Linked DNA regions of Gossypium hirsutum: region 1 is linked to region 2. The links are chromatin contacts, called in public Hi-C maps. All regions are on one chromosome and are shown on one strand. Each heading gives the region's core, a stretch centred on a gene start, on an enhancer-like site or on the middle of the called end of the contact. The rest is flanking DNA. Distances are from core to core; before and after follow the strand shown.

What was found. Hi-C and Micro-C count contacts between places; a contact is called where the count stands out from the background.
Region 1: a Hi-C map of leaf shows a contact between it and region 2, with 1.8 times the contacts expected there. The contact joins the promoter of LOC121222508 here to the enhancer-like site in region 2. A contact is called at or near these places in 5 of 34 Hi-C or Micro-C datasets (leaf and petal).

Annotation. Positions count from the first base shown.
Region 1 is chrD10:59,190,037-59,196,295 of Gossypium_hirsutum_v2.1, reverse strand. It overlaps LOC121222508, which reads right to left and starts at 4,683. Exons shown (of 5, transcript XM_041103455.1): 1 at 4,015-4,683; 2 at 3,728-3,849; 3 at 3,554-3,594; 4 at 3,368-3,466; 5 at 2,205-2,676. The coding sequence starts at 4,540. The coding sequence ends at 2,505.
Region 2 is chrD10:59,145,896-59,151,704 of Gossypium_hirsutum_v2.1, reverse strand. LOC121222507 (a long non-coding RNA gene) reads right to left here. Exons shown (of 2, transcript XR_005919828.1): 2 at 5,751-5,809. Among protein-coding and RNA genes, the nearest start is that of LOC121222507, 4.2 kb to the right of the region's middle. Within about 2 kb of position 2,999, at least 2 of the 9 cell types and tissues checked have an H3K27ac peak or open chromatin away from gene starts, as enhancers often do. A contact at or near this core is called in leaf, where this site is marked.

The sequences.
Region 1 (6,259 bases), core at 3,434-5,933, 43 kb before region 2:
CAAACTCACAAAATCAAAAGATTTGCTGTAAATCCCATGACGACCCCCGAATATGATTGGTGGTGGGGTAAAAGAGTCAATGACAATATCCTTAAGTCAAGTCATGAAAACACTCGGTCAATAGAAGAGCACTTACAAGTGATCCCATCTGAGTTGGAAATCATAAAGCAAGACTTTAAAATGAGGAGATCGGAGTTGGGAAAAAGATAGAACAATTGGAAGAGGAAAAGATACAGCTAGGATTAGACGTCGACGTCTAGAAGTTGGATAAACTGCATTTATAAGAGCCGAGAAAATGAGGAAATGAAAGAACAAGGCTGAAGAAGACTTGGATAGTCTAAAAGCAGATTATCGGCGATTTTTGGCGATTTTCAGCCACCGTAGACAGTGGTCACCATCGTTGGTGACTGATGGTCGCGGCTCCAATGACCGAACCCAGACCCCTTTCAGAGAAAAAAGAGAGAAAACAATGTGTTTTTTTTTACTGTTTAAAATGAATTTTTTGGAGTTTTTTTTTACTTAAATAGGGCGCCAAAACGACACCGTTTCAAGGTGTTCCGAAATGCCGTTTTGGGGCCGACTTGATTCACGACCCAACTCGACCCGCCTTAGGATTCTCGTGTTTTTGATGCAAGGGGTCTATTTGCGCCTTTGGTCCCTCCACTTTTTAGGTGATTTACATTGTAGTCCTTTTTTACCTTTTAATTTTACCACTTTATTTTATTTTATTTTATTTTGGTCCTTGGGCCATTTCTAGGAAATAGACACCCAAAATGGTTGCGTTTCAAGGTTGACCCGACTCAAACCGCGCAAGATCCGTACGTTTTCGACAAGGGAGGGTCTAATTTATTCTTTGGTCCTTCCACATTTTCACTATTTTAAATTTCGTCCTACTATTGTTTATTATTTCTTTTAATTTCACCCTGTTATTTTTTTTGTGCAATTTGGTCCCTCGATTATTGTGGATCCATTAAGGGAAGGACACGTGTGAATTTTGAGGGGGAAATTGCCTTTCAAGTCCCTTTATATTTCATCTTATTTTAATCTAGTCCTTTTGTGTCTTTTTCTTTATGATTTATACTGTTAATTTTGTTATGTTTTTTATTTAGCCTTTTATTTCTTTTATTTCTTCATTTACCCATTTATTTATGTCCTTTTTGAAATACTTTCTTTAAACATCATTTAAATTTCAATTTAATCCCTAATTTGGTTAATTTTGCCATTTTATTTACTATGCCATTTATTTTAGCGTTTAGATTTATATTATTTACGTTTCCTTTTCATTTATACATTTTTATTTTTGTTTTACCTTCATCATTATCATTATTTTATTAATTTTTATTATTAATATGATAATAATTATGCTATGATTAGTACCATTAAATTGATATTCTCATTATTATTGTAGTGGCATTGCTATCATCATTTAACAACACATTCTTTTATTTATTTTATTTTTATTTTATCTTTTTTGTTTATTACCCTAATATCGTCCTTCCATTTTTACCTACATGGCTATTTCGTTTTATTTTATTATCATTATTTCATGTATTATATCACAATATGTTCATTCGTTTTTTCTTAAAAGAAACATATATCGTTTTAAAAAAAGGGTTATCTTCGTTTTTTTATATGACGTATAAAATATTCAAAATCGAGGTAACATCATTATTTTTGGAATTAGAAGAGTTTCCTAACTTACGGAATATGACTTCTTTCTAAAACCGAAATAATCGAGAAACCATTTCAAAAATATAAAAACGAGATTTAAGTAACGATTAAAACGGCGATTATTCTAGTTTTCAAAAATTAAAGGCGACATGTCCTAACTCACAGGGCATGATCCTTTTTCTCGATTAATTCAGAATAAAACATTTTCTATTAAAATATCTTAATACAAAGGGATTGCATTTTAAATTCTCTTCAAGTTCTCAACTTTCAACATTAAGAAATCAAGTGATTAATTAGGTACCATTTTTGGGTATAACGAGGGCGCTAATCCTTCTTCGTGCGTAACCGACTCTCAAACCTATTTTTTAAATTTCATAGACTGAAAAACATTATCTTAGTAAATCAAACCTCTTATTAAAACGATCAAATTACGAGATAGCCGGATCATACCTCTTGAAAGTGATTGGTGGCGACTCCATTTTTCATTTTAAAATAAAAAAGTCAATTTCAAAAAAGGATTTTGACAAATTCAATTTCCCAAAGGCATTCTGAATAAAAGAAACAATCATCACTGGTTTTACAGGAAAAAAGAAAAACCAAAATAACTATAATGCTTCACCAATCTGAAGTATTGATTTGAGTTCTAAAAATCAAGAAACACTCAGAAACTACAAAATTGTATTGAGCTTATTGCAAGAGCCGAGGTAGGTGCAAACTAATTTATCAACCTCTGACTATTTCTTTGTTCAATGGAATTCCTCCATTTAAAATAAGATGAGCTTATTTCTTTTTATGCAATCATAATCATATAACAAGACCAAACTTCTATGTCTTTATTTGGTGGAAATTAGTTCCGGCAAAGACTCCAGTATGTCATAGTGACCATACCCATGAAAAAGCACATTAATAGGATTCTCCTTCTCCTTCTGGTATTCTTCACCGTACTTTGCTATGTTTATTAAATTACCAGAGCTTCTATGAATCATGTAGACAGAAATTCGAGTCCTGTCAATCAAAATGGGGTGTCAAATACAGCAGTCAAGTAAAACATGAGGAAAAATAGATAGGAATTTAGAACATGGAATTCAAATTCCAAGTTTAGGCTTGGGTTAGAATACAATTTGAACAATGCATAAGAAAAGAACAGTTAATGTTTTGCTTTGACATCATTCCATAAGCCATCAGCAGAGTTTCATGCATAAGGTATAGACTAACCCAAAAGCTCAAGCACTAATTATCAAACGGTGGTTTTAAACCTAGTTTCTTCACAAAATAGGCAAATTGAAATGCTTGTACCAATATGCAAAATAAATGAAAGCATCATCACACAAAAATTATGTGATTTCAGTGTGGCAGGGGACTCAGTTATATCTTATCATGAATATTCTAATTATGCGTTCTCGAACTTAAATCATTGATATTTATGAGGCATTAACTTGGTTAGTAATTAGCACCTTAAGAAATAGCCTAAACTTTTCATCTGTTTGCAAAGATAAAAGCAAATCACCTGCAGTATTACATAGGATCGATCACAATATTATGTGCAACTCATAAGTCATGGAAACTTAAATTATTCATCATTTTGATAGGCTAATTGCAAGATTATAGTAAAATGAGGTAGGAAGTGAAGAGCTCCCATAAAAGGTGTATTACAAAACAATTCATAGTCAAATTTTTAACGGAAATAGAAACTCACTTCAAAACATGAGAAGCCATCAATAATTCAGGTTCCCCACCCCAAACATAAGGTTGCTGAATTTCCTTTACATAAGCATCAAAATCTCCCTCAATAAACCTGCAGTTATCATATCATATGAAGCCCTATGCTTATTAAAAATTCCATCAAAGTGAATGGCATTCCAATATAAAGACAAAGCTTTACCATTCTGTTTCTTCACGCCTCTTCAAAAGCTCATTCACAACCTACATGATTAAACATATAAAAAGGGAAAAACTCCTATTACCATTTGTAGATTCAGAAACGAAATTTTATACATAAAATAGTGTATCTTGGTTAAATACTTCAAAAAAAAAAAAAAAACCTCCTCGTGATTACCTGAGCTCTCAATTCATCAGCAAGTTCTCTTTGACGGTTTTCATCAGGAGCTTCTTCTCCAGACCTCAGACAAGCTCCATGAGCTATTGCTCTGAACAGACATCGTCCATCCGCTAAAATCCCTGCAGCATATCAAATATAAATTCAAATTCAATTTTTAATATTGAAAACTGAGTATCGCCCTCCGCTAAAATCCATGTATATCAAATATACATTCAAATTCATTCATTTTTTATAGTAAAAACTAATTTGCAGTAATTAAAATTAGTTAATGAATTACAACTAACCTGTAACCTTGTAATTATCAGCGGCAGCAACTGAAGACAAATGATTACTACTCTTTTCATCTGAATTTAAAGAAGCATCGGTTTTATTATCAGCATCGAGGTTAACGTCATCAAATTCATCCATCGGCATCGGCGCAAGACAAGCGCAGACCCCAAACAGAAGCCAAGCAGAATCCGGTCGAAGCCACCGAGCCGGTCTGGCATCCCACGACACATTCCAGGAACCTTCCCCTTTCCTCTCCACATTCTTCCACACATCTCCTCTATTCTTCACTCCTCTGTCTCCTCCGCATGGCAAAATCGCATGCCATATAGAAGCTGCACCACCCTCTGAGCCGCCACCAAGCCGACAAGCCGTTGAATGGTGCCGGCAGCGCCGATTAGCGGCAGATAAATCGGCGAAATGTGATGGCCAGTGCAAGAAACGATTTTCGTGATGGTGAGCCGCTGAACCACCGTGGGCGATCAGAGATAGGGAGTTGAGGATCCAAGGCTTGGGAGGTCGTGCGCACAATACACCAAGCATCACCGGACTGTTACTAACGAACGCCGATTAAGATACACTGTATAACCTACACACCATTTACAACCATTTCAGCTCTCTATTTATATGTAAATCAAAATTTTCCTTTTTCACTTTGACGGCGAGATAGAGGAAAAGGAGAAAAGATACTGGGTCCACCACAAAAATAATAATAATATATTTAATTTTTAGATTTTTCAAATTTCTAAAATAGTAAATGACAAATATAACCATTTAAATATAAATCAGGTGTTTTATATAAGGGCATAAAAGTAAAATTAATCAATTGGGTTATAGAGGACTGAAACAAAATACCTGTTTCGTCGAACAAAATATTAGGGTCGCGTCACTTCCTTCGCTGGAAAGTTAGGGAAATCCCTATGCCAAATGATACAATAAGGTCAGGTGTTAAAGACTTTCTGTGGAACTGCAATCTCTCACCGTACACGTGGGGTATAATCAAGACTATTTTAGTAAATTGCCCATTTTAAGAAACATAAGATATTTGGGTAGGTTTCCTTAATATGACCCAACCTTTTTTATATAATAGGTAGGTGAAAATGGTTTTTGCTTTCGACATCGGACTCCTCTTTTTATTATTTAATAATTACTTCTAAAATTAAATTAAGAATATTTTGGTCTTTTTATAATTGGAGGTAGGTGAGCCAAGCTATTTTTAAATCTTAGGGCTAGTTTGGATGAGCGGTGTGTTTACCTCCGGTGAGGTTAAAAACAGCGGTGGCGGTGAGATTAGTTCCTGTAGTGGTGAGATTGAGTACTGTAGCGGTGAGATTAGAAACAATGGTGGAGTGTGTGTTTAGATTCAAACGCAGCTGTAGCGGTGAGGTGAGAATGAAAAATGACTATTAAGGACATCATATTAGAATTGATATATAATAGAATGAAAAATCTGCAAGAACCATTGGTTCACGTTTATTGCTTAAAAATCTATCTACAATACAATTTCTTCATGTTTCTGTCAAATAAAATTAACAAATGCTAATTTTTTATCTATTTTAGAATGATTTGACAAAAACTATAAATTAAAATACTCAAATAAATTTTCTTCTAAAGTTGGAGGACTAAAAAGGTTATTATGCCGAAAAAGAATAATAATAAAACAGATAAACGTGTAATTCACAGGAAGGATGATGGAAGGCTATTTGGGTCTGTTATAATGTCAACTGCACTGAAAGCCTCTAACTGCTGCTATTTGCTCCAGCTGAAAATCAGCTGATCAGTGTGGTTGAAAAGCAACCTCATTGCACTGATACCCCCAACCAAACACAAATGCAGTGAGTTTGGCACCATCTTTTTCTTTCAAACGTGCCTCACTGCCTCACTGCCTCAATCCAAAGGAGCACTTAAACTACATTAAATTTTCATGTATTTATAAAGCATTTGATTAATTAATATATTTGGGTTATTATTTTTAATACATTCTTTTTTTAACTATTAAATTTTATTAAATATAAAATAAATTTAAGTCAAACTAAGTAATTACATGTAAAATATTTTTAAATATTATATTATTAATTACTATTTTTTGTGTATTTTGTAAAAAATATTATACTATTTTTAAGACACTCCTTATCGAATACTATCAAATATCTAAAGAAAAAAATACTTTACTTTTTTATATTATTATTTACTTCTAATTTATTCACTTTGTATATTACAACATACACTGAAATTTAAAAAATATTATTAATACTAATAAGC
Region 2 (5,809 bases), core at 1,750-4,249:
ATAATTTCAATAACAGAGGTAACTTTGACAACTTATTATTTCAATTAAGTTATTTTAAAAATTATATAAATATACCAATATTCAAATTTAAAAATTTACATACCAAATAAAGGTCAAAACTATTTTTTTTTTATTACTCTATCCCAAAATAAGGTTGTCTTATTGCCACCATCAGAATTGAAAACTTTAATTTTTGACTGATTTAACTAAATAATAATAATGATAAATTAGTGATAGAACGAAAACAATTCCTTTACCGACTAGATAATTCCATTATTACGATGCCATGATTGATGGTTACAGAACATAATTCAATTAGATTTTGCACCAAAGCATCCAACATATATAAATAGAAAATTTTCCATAAACCAAACTATATGCTCAAAATATATAAGATTTAGGTGTTAAAAAATACAACTTTATTTTAAAAAAAAAGCATTCAATATCATGTGAATGCACTTCCAAAACTAATTAGCAATCCTTGTGTTTTAAGAATTCTATATTCTTATAAATAAAAAATACCAAGCATTCCTAATGAATAAAGTATTGGTATTGCCGTTTTGACTCCCATCGCATGAGAAACATAATTTAACCGAAGTATTCAATTACATTTCGGCATGATATATGCTTATGTAATTCTACCAAAACCATCAGCTTCAATTTTAATATGTATGGAATTCGATCGAAAAGCATCAAAATTTTAAATAAAAAAAAAACTAAAATTAAAACCCAAAAATTTCAACATAAATCCTGAAAGATTTAACATTAAATTCATATACTAATTAAATTCATAAAATCTCAACAACGAATTAACCTAAAAACAATAGAAAATCAATTCATTCTAAATTATTCGACATGATAAGGCCCGGATGCCACTTGTTAGAACCGTAAAATAAGGTTTGATATAAAATTAACGAATTAAGATCTACCATATCAGATCATTAAGAACAAAACTATACGCGGAAACATATCTGAATCTATTGTTGGAGATTGTCCAGAAGGTTTTCATCTAAATCCATTGTTGGAGATTGCTCAAAGGGTTTTAATCTTCCAATAAAATAGTTTATCTCTTAGTATAACTCTCTGATGGGGATGGAAAAGAAATACAAGATATATCCATTTCTTGGGGACCGCTACTTATTTTTAAATAATTGATTATTAAATCAATTTTCGGTATTTATAATTTATTCCCTCATCAAATTATAAAGGGTTAAATATAATATTGGTACCTGAACTTGTCCACTTCTCCTAGATTGGTACTTAAGGCTTTTTTTGCCCCAAATTGGTACCCAAACTTTTTCTCCGTCAACTAGTTTGGTACTCTTTTTTTAACGCCATTAAATCTGAGACAAGTGGCACAATAAGATTGTGACAAATGGCATGATGTCATAATCTAAAAAATTTATTGTAAATCAAAAAAAAATATTTTCATTTTTTTCTTATTTCCTTCCTTTTCCCATACTCCTTTCTTCCTTCTTCCTCTTGTCGCTTTGCTTTGGGTTCTTTCAACATTTCTGAATTACTTTGAAAAAATATTTAAGAACATTTCTAGGTTTTTTTTTCTTCTTCCTTTTTTTTCGATAATTCCTTTCTTCTTCCTTCTTCCTCTCGTCACTTTTCCTTTTTTTTTCTAGGTTCATTCAACATTTCTAGGCCAAAACATTACAACAATAAAAATTTGTAATCAAAAAATATTGCTGGTTCATTCAACAGTTCTCGCACTAAAAAGAAAATTACAAAACTCATCAATCCATTAAAACGAAAAATCCAGAACATCACAAACATATTAGAACATCCATCAGTCCATTAAAAAAATTAAGAAAATTAACATCACAAACAAAATCCATTAAAAATTTAACAGAACAAACAAAAATCCATCAATCTATAAAAATACAACCAAGCAAAAAGAAAATGATGAGAGACAAATCAAAACCAAGACCCATTTCAAGTTTTTGGGAATTTAGGACACAATCGATAAAATCCAAATGGTCAAGATGTTGGACGCGGTGAGGAGAAGCAACAATCAAAGTTCCATTATTATTCAATGGTGGTGGCTCGGTTTGACGTCCAAGAGCAGCGACAATGGAGTGACGACCAAAGGCTTTGAAAACAAAAATAAAGTAGAAAAAAATAGTATTAGAAGCTGTAGAGAGAAAGGAAAATTGTTCAATACTTCTTTGATTGGTGAGGAAATTGAAATAGGAGGTGACAACATCGGAGCAAGGTGATCGGCAGAGGAGAATCCCAACAAGATTTCAATGAGTTCTTTGTGAAAACAAATCAGAAATGAAAGAGCAAGAGGAAATTTTTGACTGGTGCCATTATTTGGACCGGAGAACGAATTTCAGTGACAACGTCGGAGTGCGACTGTGGTGCATGTCGGCGACGGCTAGGGTTTGGAAAGAGAGGAGGAGAATAAGAAGGAAAAAAAAAAAGAAAATGGAAACTAGAACGAGAATGGAAAAGGAAAGGGAAAGAATAAAAGAAAAGGGAAAAAAAGAAAAAGAAAAAGGTGAAATAGAAAAATAAATTATGGCATCATGATGATGTCATCGTGCCACATGTCACAATCTTGTTGTGCCACTTATCTCAGATTTAACGGCGTTAAAACAAAAGGTACTAAACTAGTTGATGGAGAAAAAGTTCGAGACCAATCTAGGACAAAAAAAAATCTTAAGTATCAGTCTAGGAGAAGTGGACAAGTTAATGTACCAATATTATATTTAACCCAATTATAAATACAACTTATGGTATCTACACGTTATTTTAATCACACTTTAATACCTTTGACACTTTAACATAATTGATCACTTAATTTTGTATCACACTTTGTAATAGCATCATGCATTATACATGTGTCCATAATTGAGGGTTTTAACCCAATGGTTACAAGATAAAATATAATTCCCTTCACAACAATAAAAGCTACTTAAGTGCTTTATGTATGTATTTATGATGACGAAATTATATATGATTCATTATGACAAACAAACCATGTTGTTGGCATCCTAAAGCAGCTCGTGTTTAAGATACCCTCAACAACCTCCACCCCACCCCCACCCCCACCCCCACAACCTCCACCTCCACCTCCACCCCCACCCCCACAACCACCACCTCCACAACCTCCACCCCACCCCCACAACCTCCACCCCCACCCCCACAACCTCCAGCTCCACCTCCAGAACGTCTGCGACGCTTTCCACCCCCACCCCCACAACCTCCAGCTCCACCTCCAGAACGTCTGCGACGCTTTCCTGAGTTGCCATCACCACAAGCGAAAATAACCATTGATATAAGAGAGAGGGAGAAAATAACCATGCAAAGCAAGAGCAACCCTGTTGACGTATGAATGATGAAACCTCCTCCGGCTTCCTCCCCCGGGCCGCTGCCACCAAACCCTACCAACTGTTTTCTCGCCATTTATTCTTCTTTTTACTTGTTCATTTAGCCCTATTTATTATATAAGCTCACCATCAACCTATGTAGTTGAGACTTTTCTATCCTATTGACTTTTCAGGCAATAGTTTTACTCTGCCATGCATAAACTACCTAGAAGTTTCCTGGACCGCTGGAATATGACTTGATCATACCTTTTCTTATGCACCAAGATAAGGCAGTTGTGGCGTCAGATGATAGGCCTTTCATCATCTGAATATTTTTTAAAATATTAAGATTTGAGTCATTGTCAGAATAATAACCACGTTAATTAATGTAACCTATACTTTCAACAAATATAAACCCCGCTTAGTGGACTTTGTAGGACTTGAGTTTATTTAAATTAATGCAAAAAGGGATATCGTATATCATACCACAACTTTTTTTTATAACTTTAGGTTTCTATTAATGATAATACCTCATATTTTTATTAATAAGTACAATTTACAATAGTTAATGTAATTTGAAAGAAAAAAAAAAGGATTTACGTAAAATTAAGTTTTAACTTCAATAGAATCCGTAGCATAATATAGAAAGATAGTTAAAAGTTATATATTAAAATTTAAGTTTAGTATTATGTAGTTAGTCATATTTAATTAAATAGTTAAATATAAAATTGGTACTCGAATTTGTTCATTTCTCTCAGATTGGTATTTATGATTTTTTTATCTCAGATTAGTACCCGAAATTTTTCTCCATCAACTAAATTAGTACTCGAGTCTAACATCGTTAAGTTCAGGATAGATGATAGAATAAGATTGTAACATGTGACATAAATGATGTACTGTTGATTTCATAATCTAAAAGTTTTTTTTAAAAACTTATTTTTTCCCCCAAAATTTTTTGTCATATAATTAATTTCATTTTTTTTGTTTTTTCTTTCGTTTCTTCTTCTTCTGTTTACATTGCTTTCGTTTTAGTTTCTAGGTTTTGGGTTTATCTCTAGTTTATATTTTGAGTCTTGGGTTCATTTTTTTTTTTAGATTTTAGCATACAATTTTTTCTTTTTTTTCAATTCCTGGGTAGTTGGATTTTTTTTCTATTTGTTTCCTGAGAAAATAAAAAAAAAAAGAACAAAAAAATGGTAGATGCAGGCAGCTCATTTACCTCAAAAGCTAAAACTGTATAAAAACTAGAAAAAGAAATGGAAATGGAAAATTGAGTGTTGAGTTGATTTTTAAATTTTGATATCAGTAATTTTTTCCTTCACTTTCATTCTGGTTTCTTGGGAAAATGATGAATTCTGTGTGTCAAGTGTTAATCAAAAAAAGAAAAAGAAAATATTTTCCAACAATAAACTAGTAAAACAAATGCAAAATACTCAGATTTTCCAACGGCTTAAGTTTCGGATAAAACCGATCGATTTGAAGAAAAGAATCGAGTCTCTCATCGACAAGGAATACCTGGAATGAGACAAGAACAACCCATAAATATACATTTCATTGGCATAAACTTTTTTTACCATTTTTGTTGATGATAGATTTTTCCTTTGTAAATGACATTGGAAACTTTGATTTTGTTTGAAATCACATTGTTAGGTCCATGTACAGTAATTTGTAGTAATAAAGATTGTAATTGTAAAGGAAAAAAAAAAAGAAATACTCTTCCTTTCAAGATAACCCAAATCCTCTTTTTGTTCTTCATCATTAAATCAAGTTTAGCATTTAAAATTTTAAGCAAACCCAGATAAAAATTCTAGAGGGTATCATGGTCATGGATTTTTCCTTCAGAGTTTCATATCAAAGTTCGTGTTTTTTGTCTCGACAAACTCCATCAGATACCACCACGGTGACTAGACATGGACTCACTTTACAAACTTTTCATGCATCAACACAATCTAATCCCCACATTTTAATTCACTAACATACACCCAACAAAACATACATCTCATAGCATACATTCCAGACATACATATACAACCATACTTCAACGTTTCAATACTCAGACACCAATCATAACTAGGGGTGTGCATTCAGTTAACCAACCGGTTAACCGACCCGAAATAGCTATAAACGAATTAACCGACCTTCCAAAAATTTTAACCGTTAACTGAACTGAATTTTTTTAAAAAAGCATTAACCGAACCGAAAATTTTTCGGTTAAACCGGTCGGTTAACCGAATTAACCGAAAATTATATAGTTTTTATTTCTGGTTAAAAATTAACCGAATTAACCGAATTAACCGTTTTTAGGTGATGGTGTGTTATTAAGTATGTTTTTATTGTGAAATATAATTTATAATAGCCTATTTCTGTAGCAATAACATACATTTTTGTTTTATTATTATTAAGAAAGTAAAACAGTACAGTACAGGGTGAGAAAATCCTTGCATTTCATAAAGAGGGACAAAAACATAGCAATGAGACAATTCAGA